Linked DNA regions of Sus scrofa: region 2 is linked to region 1. Evidence: chromatin contacts called from public HiChIP or PLAC-seq data. All regions are on one chromosome and are shown on one strand. Each heading gives the region's core, a stretch centred on a gene start, on an enhancer-like site or on the middle of the called end of the contact. The rest is flanking DNA. Distances are from core to core; before and after follow the strand shown. Region 1 overlaps SLC39A14 (zinc transporter ZIP14). Region 2 overlaps SORBS3 (vinexin).

What was found. HiChIP or PLAC-seq counts read pairs in DNA pulled down with a chosen protein or histone mark.
Region 2: a contact with region 1 is called in an H3K27ac HiChIP or PLAC-seq map of alveolar macrophages, with 4 times the contacts expected there. The contact joins two enhancer-like sites. A contact is called at or near these places in 2 of 2 datasets of contacts at active chromatin or transcription factors (alveolar macrophages and skeletal muscle).

Annotation. Positions count from the first base shown.
Region 1 is chr14:6,655,362-6,658,188 of Sscrofa11.1, forward strand. All of the region lies in intron 1 of SLC39A14 (zinc transporter ZIP14), which reads left to right. Among named protein-coding and RNA genes, the nearest start is that of SLC39A14, 17 kb to the left of the region's middle. Within about 2 kb of position 1,465, at least 16 of the 83 cell types and tissues checked have an H3K27ac peak or open chromatin away from gene starts, as enhancers often do. A contact at or near this core is called in alveolar macrophages and skeletal muscle, where this site is marked.
Region 2 is chr14:6,817,885-6,820,711 of Sscrofa11.1, forward strand. SORBS3 (vinexin) reads left to right here. Exons shown (of 26, transcript XM_021073000.1): 10 at 88-178; 11 at 430-516; 12 at 607-660; 13 at 1,505-1,591; 14 at 2,091-2,137; 15 at 2,555-2,688. Among named protein-coding and RNA genes, the nearest start is that of PDLIM2, 15 kb to the right of the region's middle. Within about 2 kb of position 1,352, at least 44 of the 83 cell types and tissues checked have an H3K27ac peak or open chromatin away from gene starts, as enhancers often do. A contact at or near this core is called in alveolar macrophages and skeletal muscle, where this site is marked.

The sequences.
Region 1 (2,827 bases), core at 215-2,714:
AATAAGCAAGCAGTTTGCAGGAGGTCGGCGGGGAGGGCAAGTGGAAATACATGTGTGAGGGTCGTGTTGTCAGGGAGGTCCCTTATTGGCACCATATTACCTGGGGACTGCTGCCGTACCCATGGCCTTGAGGGGTGTGTTATCCTGAGAAAGGGGAACTTCTCTGGGTCTTTTACTGGCCCCGATCTGGATCTGACGATGATAGGAGCCAGAAACGAGGTTGCCTTGGCTCTGGAATCCCATCTTGCTCTGGACAGCCCCTCTCCAGGGCTCTGGCTGGTTAGAGATGGGGAGTCAGCAGGGCAGAAGTGTTGGGGTCCTTATGCTCCCCTTTGCACCTTTGACAAAGAAAGAGCTTTGAGGAGACACTTGTCAGCTCCTGCCCTTGACCCTGTGGCCCTAAATAACTGCATCTTCAGTGCACTGTATCCCAGCCATCCTGTGATTGCTGGAGAAAGTGAGGGTATGTCTGTTTACATAGGCATTTGTGGTTACATATCCATTCGTGCTGAAAGAACTTATTTAGATCCTTCCAACCTCCTAGGATTGTTAAGAAACAACCAGGAAAAGTAACTGAAGGTGTTAGAACAGTCGCTCTGAGACACTGCACCATTGAGATGGAGTGGTAGGTTCAGGGGAGGATGCCAAGGCTTTCCTGACAGGGTGGGACTTAGGCTGGGGGGGAGGGGGGATTTGAGGGGAAGCAGAGATGGTGCTTTTTCCTTCAATTCATGGATTTCTGTTTTGTTTTGTTTTAAACAACACACTTGTGGAGAGAATGCTTGGAACACATGTGGGCTGTGTTCAGCTTTCTGACTGATGTTTCTACCAGATGTTAATCAGACTTTCCAGTCTTGGTCCTGTGGGCGGTGTAGAGACAGCCCAGGCTGGGGGCAGGCATTCTGAGTGCAGCCCAGGGTCTCAGCCAGAGTCAGGGCAGCTAAGGATGAAGGATGATGGGAGCCTCATTGGAGGACCCATGACAGCCAGGCAGAGGGACTAAACTTTGCTGTTGGGTGGAGGGGAGTGACGGAAGGTAGGTATTTTAGCAGGAGAGTGTAAGGGCAGTGGTTTCTCTCCTGAGTCCTAAGAAGAGGGGTGCCCTGGTCCCAGTGAGGCACAGGGTGAGGAAACAGAGGATGAGGGAAGGCCTTTGACCTCAGTGACCTCGGGCCGGGAATGAACCATGTGGGAGGTTTGGGAAATGGGAGGGAAAAGGGAGGAATGAGTCAGGAATGTAATTTCTCAATCTCCTTCCCCTTTTTGCCACCTTTCTCTGATTTGGAAATAGGGGCTTTTTTCTCTTTTTCCCCCTAAACATCTTTCTCTGGAGAGTGAGGCTCATTCACAATTCTGCTCATCACTATTTATAGTCACAGAAACCTAAGGCCTGAGACGCAGCCTGTGCCTTCCTTCTGGGGCCCTGGCCAAATGCTCATGAACAGTAACTGTGAGGAGGGGCCACCACGGGACAGCAGCGGCTTTTGGTGAAGAAATCTGGAAATCTAGCCATCATCCTCTGAAAATAGCTGTCCTCCTCAAACCTCCCTTTGCATCATAAGTGCCCAGAGAGCTTCCTAAAACCTGGACTGCCGGGCCCCACCCAGAGTTTCTGATTCTGCAGATTTGGGTGGAGCCGAGAACTTATACTTGGCTCAGGTTCCCAGGTGATGGATGCGGCTGGCCCAGGGACCACACTCTGAGAACTGCTTTCCTAGAGAACGTACTCCCACCCCCGTTCAGCATCTCAGCTGTAGAGAATGGCATGGTCAGGGTCTTTGAGTGGGGGGCTTGCGCTGGCTGCAGGATGGGAGGGTTGGAAAGGGGGGAGGTAGAGGTGAGCAGGATGTGGAGGGAGGGACGCCGGGCGGGCTGGCCGAAGCACAGTCTTTGCTGCAGGCAGGGCAGTGGAGCCGTCCTGGGGTTCCCTGAAGCAGGGAAACCAAGCGTGCCTCTGCCTGCTGCAGCCCACGGTCTTGTAAAGGCTCACTGTCTGGGAAGAGCCCACCTCATTGCCCAGAGGGAGCCTGCAGCTCAGAAGCCCTTCTTACCCATTTTTGGGAAGAAGGGAACCTAAGAGACTCCTTGTCAGAGGCCCTCGGTGGCAAATTCTGCCTGCAGGGTGTTGCTGCCCAGGAGTTGCGGTTGACATTTATAAAGGACCCTCCTGCTACAGCCAGAGAGTTGAGGGGGCTTGTCTCACCCTGACTGAGGAAATGATGGGGGGAGAGTTGGTCTTTTCAAACTGATTCCAGTACTGTTGGTTACCAGGACAGTGGTGTTTCTCTCCTTGTAGCCATTAAAGGGGAGTCTGTTCAGCATTTTAATGCATTGAAAACTGTGAGGTCAATGGACCCAAGGGGCAGGGAAGCACCCCTGGCTGCATTGAAGCTGGGAGAAGGAAGCCTTGCTTTTCAGACCAGACTGGGTGCTGTGTTCTCCCACCTGGAACCCAGAGGACCTCCTACCTGGTCTCCTGACCATTCTTGGCCACCTCCGGTCCATTCTCCACAGTGTAGCCAGACCAGTATACTGAAAACTCTGGCATCTACCTTCTTAGATGCGGCGTCTTGGCTGAGGCATTCCAAATGAAGCTGCATCTTCCTGGAACACCCCACCCCATCTCACTCCTTCACCTTGACGTGGCTCACTTTTACACACCCTCTTTCAGGTCTCAGGTAAAATAATCTCTCCGCTTGGAGGTCTCCCCTGTTCCCTGACACTAGACCTGACTGCCCTACTGTGTTCTCCAAGCTGATGATGTAGATTGGCTTGTTTACCAGGCATCCACACCAAGGCAGTCCTGTCATTTGCTCCTCTTGTCTGG
Region 2 (2,827 bases), core at 102-2,601, 160 kb after region 1:
GTGCAGCTCCCTCCCCAGGGCTGTGTGCTCACAGATGCCTCAGGTCCCCTAAAAGGAAACTGAAAAGATGTCCTTCCCTTTCTTTAGAAGAAGCTGGGATGTCTCTGAAGAGTTTCTTAGAAGCACCTTCAACTGTAATTCTGGAGCACCCTCCTCCCTGCACCCGACCCCAAATCAGGTAGCCCCCCCAGCACCCACCCAGCATCCTCCCCATGCCGCCCCCGGCACTGGGCTCTTTGGCCAGGCCTGCTGCTGCAATAGACCGGATTTTTGTCAGCCTGGACCTGTGCAGCGAGGAGGGCCTAGAACCCTTAGGAGGGCACTTAGAGGCACAGGGGTGGGACAGTGGCCTTTTGAAAGTCTGCTTTTTGTGCCTAGCCAGTGTCCCAGTTGCCCTACTCAAGCTGCTCTCTACCCACCTCCATGCAGGTGCCTAGACGCCGAGAGAAAGTGGACAATGTCTGGACAGAAGAATCTTGGAACCAGTTTCTACAAGAACTAGAGACTGGTCAGAAGGTGAGTGTGGGCCTAGTCCTCAGACACCCCTCAGCTAGTGCATTTTGGGGGAGCGAATCTATACCCTCCGACTCACTCTTTCCACTTTAGCCCAAGAAACCGCTGGTGGATGAGCCTGTTGAGAAGACCTCCCAGCCCATTGAGGTAGGTGCTGCAGGGTAGGTGTATGGGGGGAGACAGCGTGTTGGGTGACCAATGAAGAAGATTCGGGGTGGTGCTGGCCCCAGAGACCATGGGCAAAGGCCACAGACCCAGAGCTCTGACCCTCTCCCGTCCTATACAGCTTATTTCTGTATCCCCAGCACCCAGGACAGTGCCTGGCATATAGGAGGCACTGAGTAAGCGTGTGTTCATCAAAGCAAGAGCTGAGAAGCGAGTGGTCAGCGTGGACTGGAATTGTCAGGAAATATTCTTGGAGGTGCAGCCTGGAGGCCAGGCACAGAGAGGGTGCTCAGGATGGGGGAGACACAGGCAAAGGAGAGAGAAAGAATGTGGGGTGTGTGTGTGTGTGTGTGTGTATAAAACACTCAGCTGGCTGGAGGGGCAGAGGGAGGGAAGCAGGTTGGATACAGTGAAGCCAGGCTGTGGAAGCCCATAGAGGACTTGATGGGAGAGGAAGTAGGGAGCCAGGGAGGCTCTTGAACAGAGAAGTAACAAAAAATGGTGCCAAGGCACTATCAGGAAGTGCTAGAGGATTAGCATAGGAGTAGTGTAGGGGACAGGTGGGGTGAGCTGGGTCAGCAGGAAGGGCCGGTGAGAGGCTGTGGCAGGGTCCTCCTGACACCCTGAGACACACCTCCTGGCAGGCCCAGAGGGAGGCAGCCTGGCCTGGCCCTGCGCCCTGAGTCTGCCCTTTACCCGAGCACCCTGCGCTTTGTCCTGCTGTCCACTGGGCTTCTCATGTCTGACCTTTGACCAGCGCCCCCCGCGGCGCTCTGCCTCCCCTTCACCCCACCGCTGCCCGAGTCTCTCCCTAACCCGCCCTCAGGTCCTGCTGGAGAGGGAGCTGGCCAAGCTGAGCGCAGAGCTGGACAAGGACCTGCGGGCAATTGAGACCCGGCAGCCGTCCCCCAAGGTACTGGCCTCCCAGTCCCCTCCACGGGCCGCCGGCGTGGGTGGGAGGGGCAGGCGGGTGAGAGCCTCCAGCCACACTCAGCGACCTTGGGTAGACTTCATCTCAGTCTGCTCTCTCCTCCCTAAAATGCAGGGCGTTCACTGTTCCTAGTGACCCCTAGAACCCTCCCCAGGCCAAGTCCACGTCAGCCTGCCCTCCGGGAGGGAGCTGGAGGGGCCCTCCCACCCCGCTCCAGGGAGTTCAGCCCGCAAGAACCCCAACTCCTACCAGGAGCCCATTTCCCGGCCTCCCCTCCCCCTTCCGCACCCGCGGTTCCTCCCCCTGCTCCTCGCTCCTCCCGCGCAGGCGACTCTAGGACCCCGCGTCCCTCCCGCCCCTTCCCTCCCCTCCCTCTCCCCCTCGCGCTCCCTTCCGAGCCGCAAACTTTTCCGGAGGCGGCGGCCTCGGCGGCAGCGGGGACCGGCGTCCCGGGCCCTGACCGCGCCCGTCTCCCGCACAGAGCTCGCAGGCGCCCCGACGGTCCCGGGAGCCGCGGCCTCCAGCGTGGTGAGTGGCGGCAGAGCGGGCCGGGGCGGGAGGGGCGTCGGCGGGGACGTGGCGCGGGGTGGCGGCCGCGGAGCGAGGAGGGGGCGACGGCGGGAGGAGGGGCCCTGAGCACGGAAAGTGGTCGGCGGATCGCCCCTCGCCACCAGCGGGGCCGTCCCTGTCTTGCGGAGGGAAGCCTCCCCCCAGCTCGGGACTTGGGTCGCGAGGGGATCTCGCGCTCTCCCGCCTCCCCGGCGTGGGGCCGCACCCTTTCCCGGCCTTGACCGCTGGGGAAGTAGGACATCCTGCTGAGATCCCGGGACCTGGGAGAGGCCTTGGGAGGAGGCAGCAGGAGATGGGGGGAGACATTTGGGCGGTCGGGGGCCCGGTAGGGTGTGAGGCTCCAGGCAGGTGGCTCACTTGCTGTGTCCTGCGCAGCCCGGCCTCCACCTGGAGCGCCAGCTCCCCGAATGCACTTTACCAGGGTTCCTCCCTGAGCCCCCACAGGATGGCGGATGGAGGAAGCCCCTTCCTAGGTTGTAGAGACTTTGTCTACCCTTCCTCAACCCGAGGTAAGGACCAGATCCTGCTCTTTTTCTCACCCTGACGCCCACCACCACCACCAGATACACGGGTGCCCCGGCGGCAACCCCATGCCACCGGTTGCTGTCCTCGGCGGGAGGGGGCGCTTTACCCCATCCTAACCCTGCC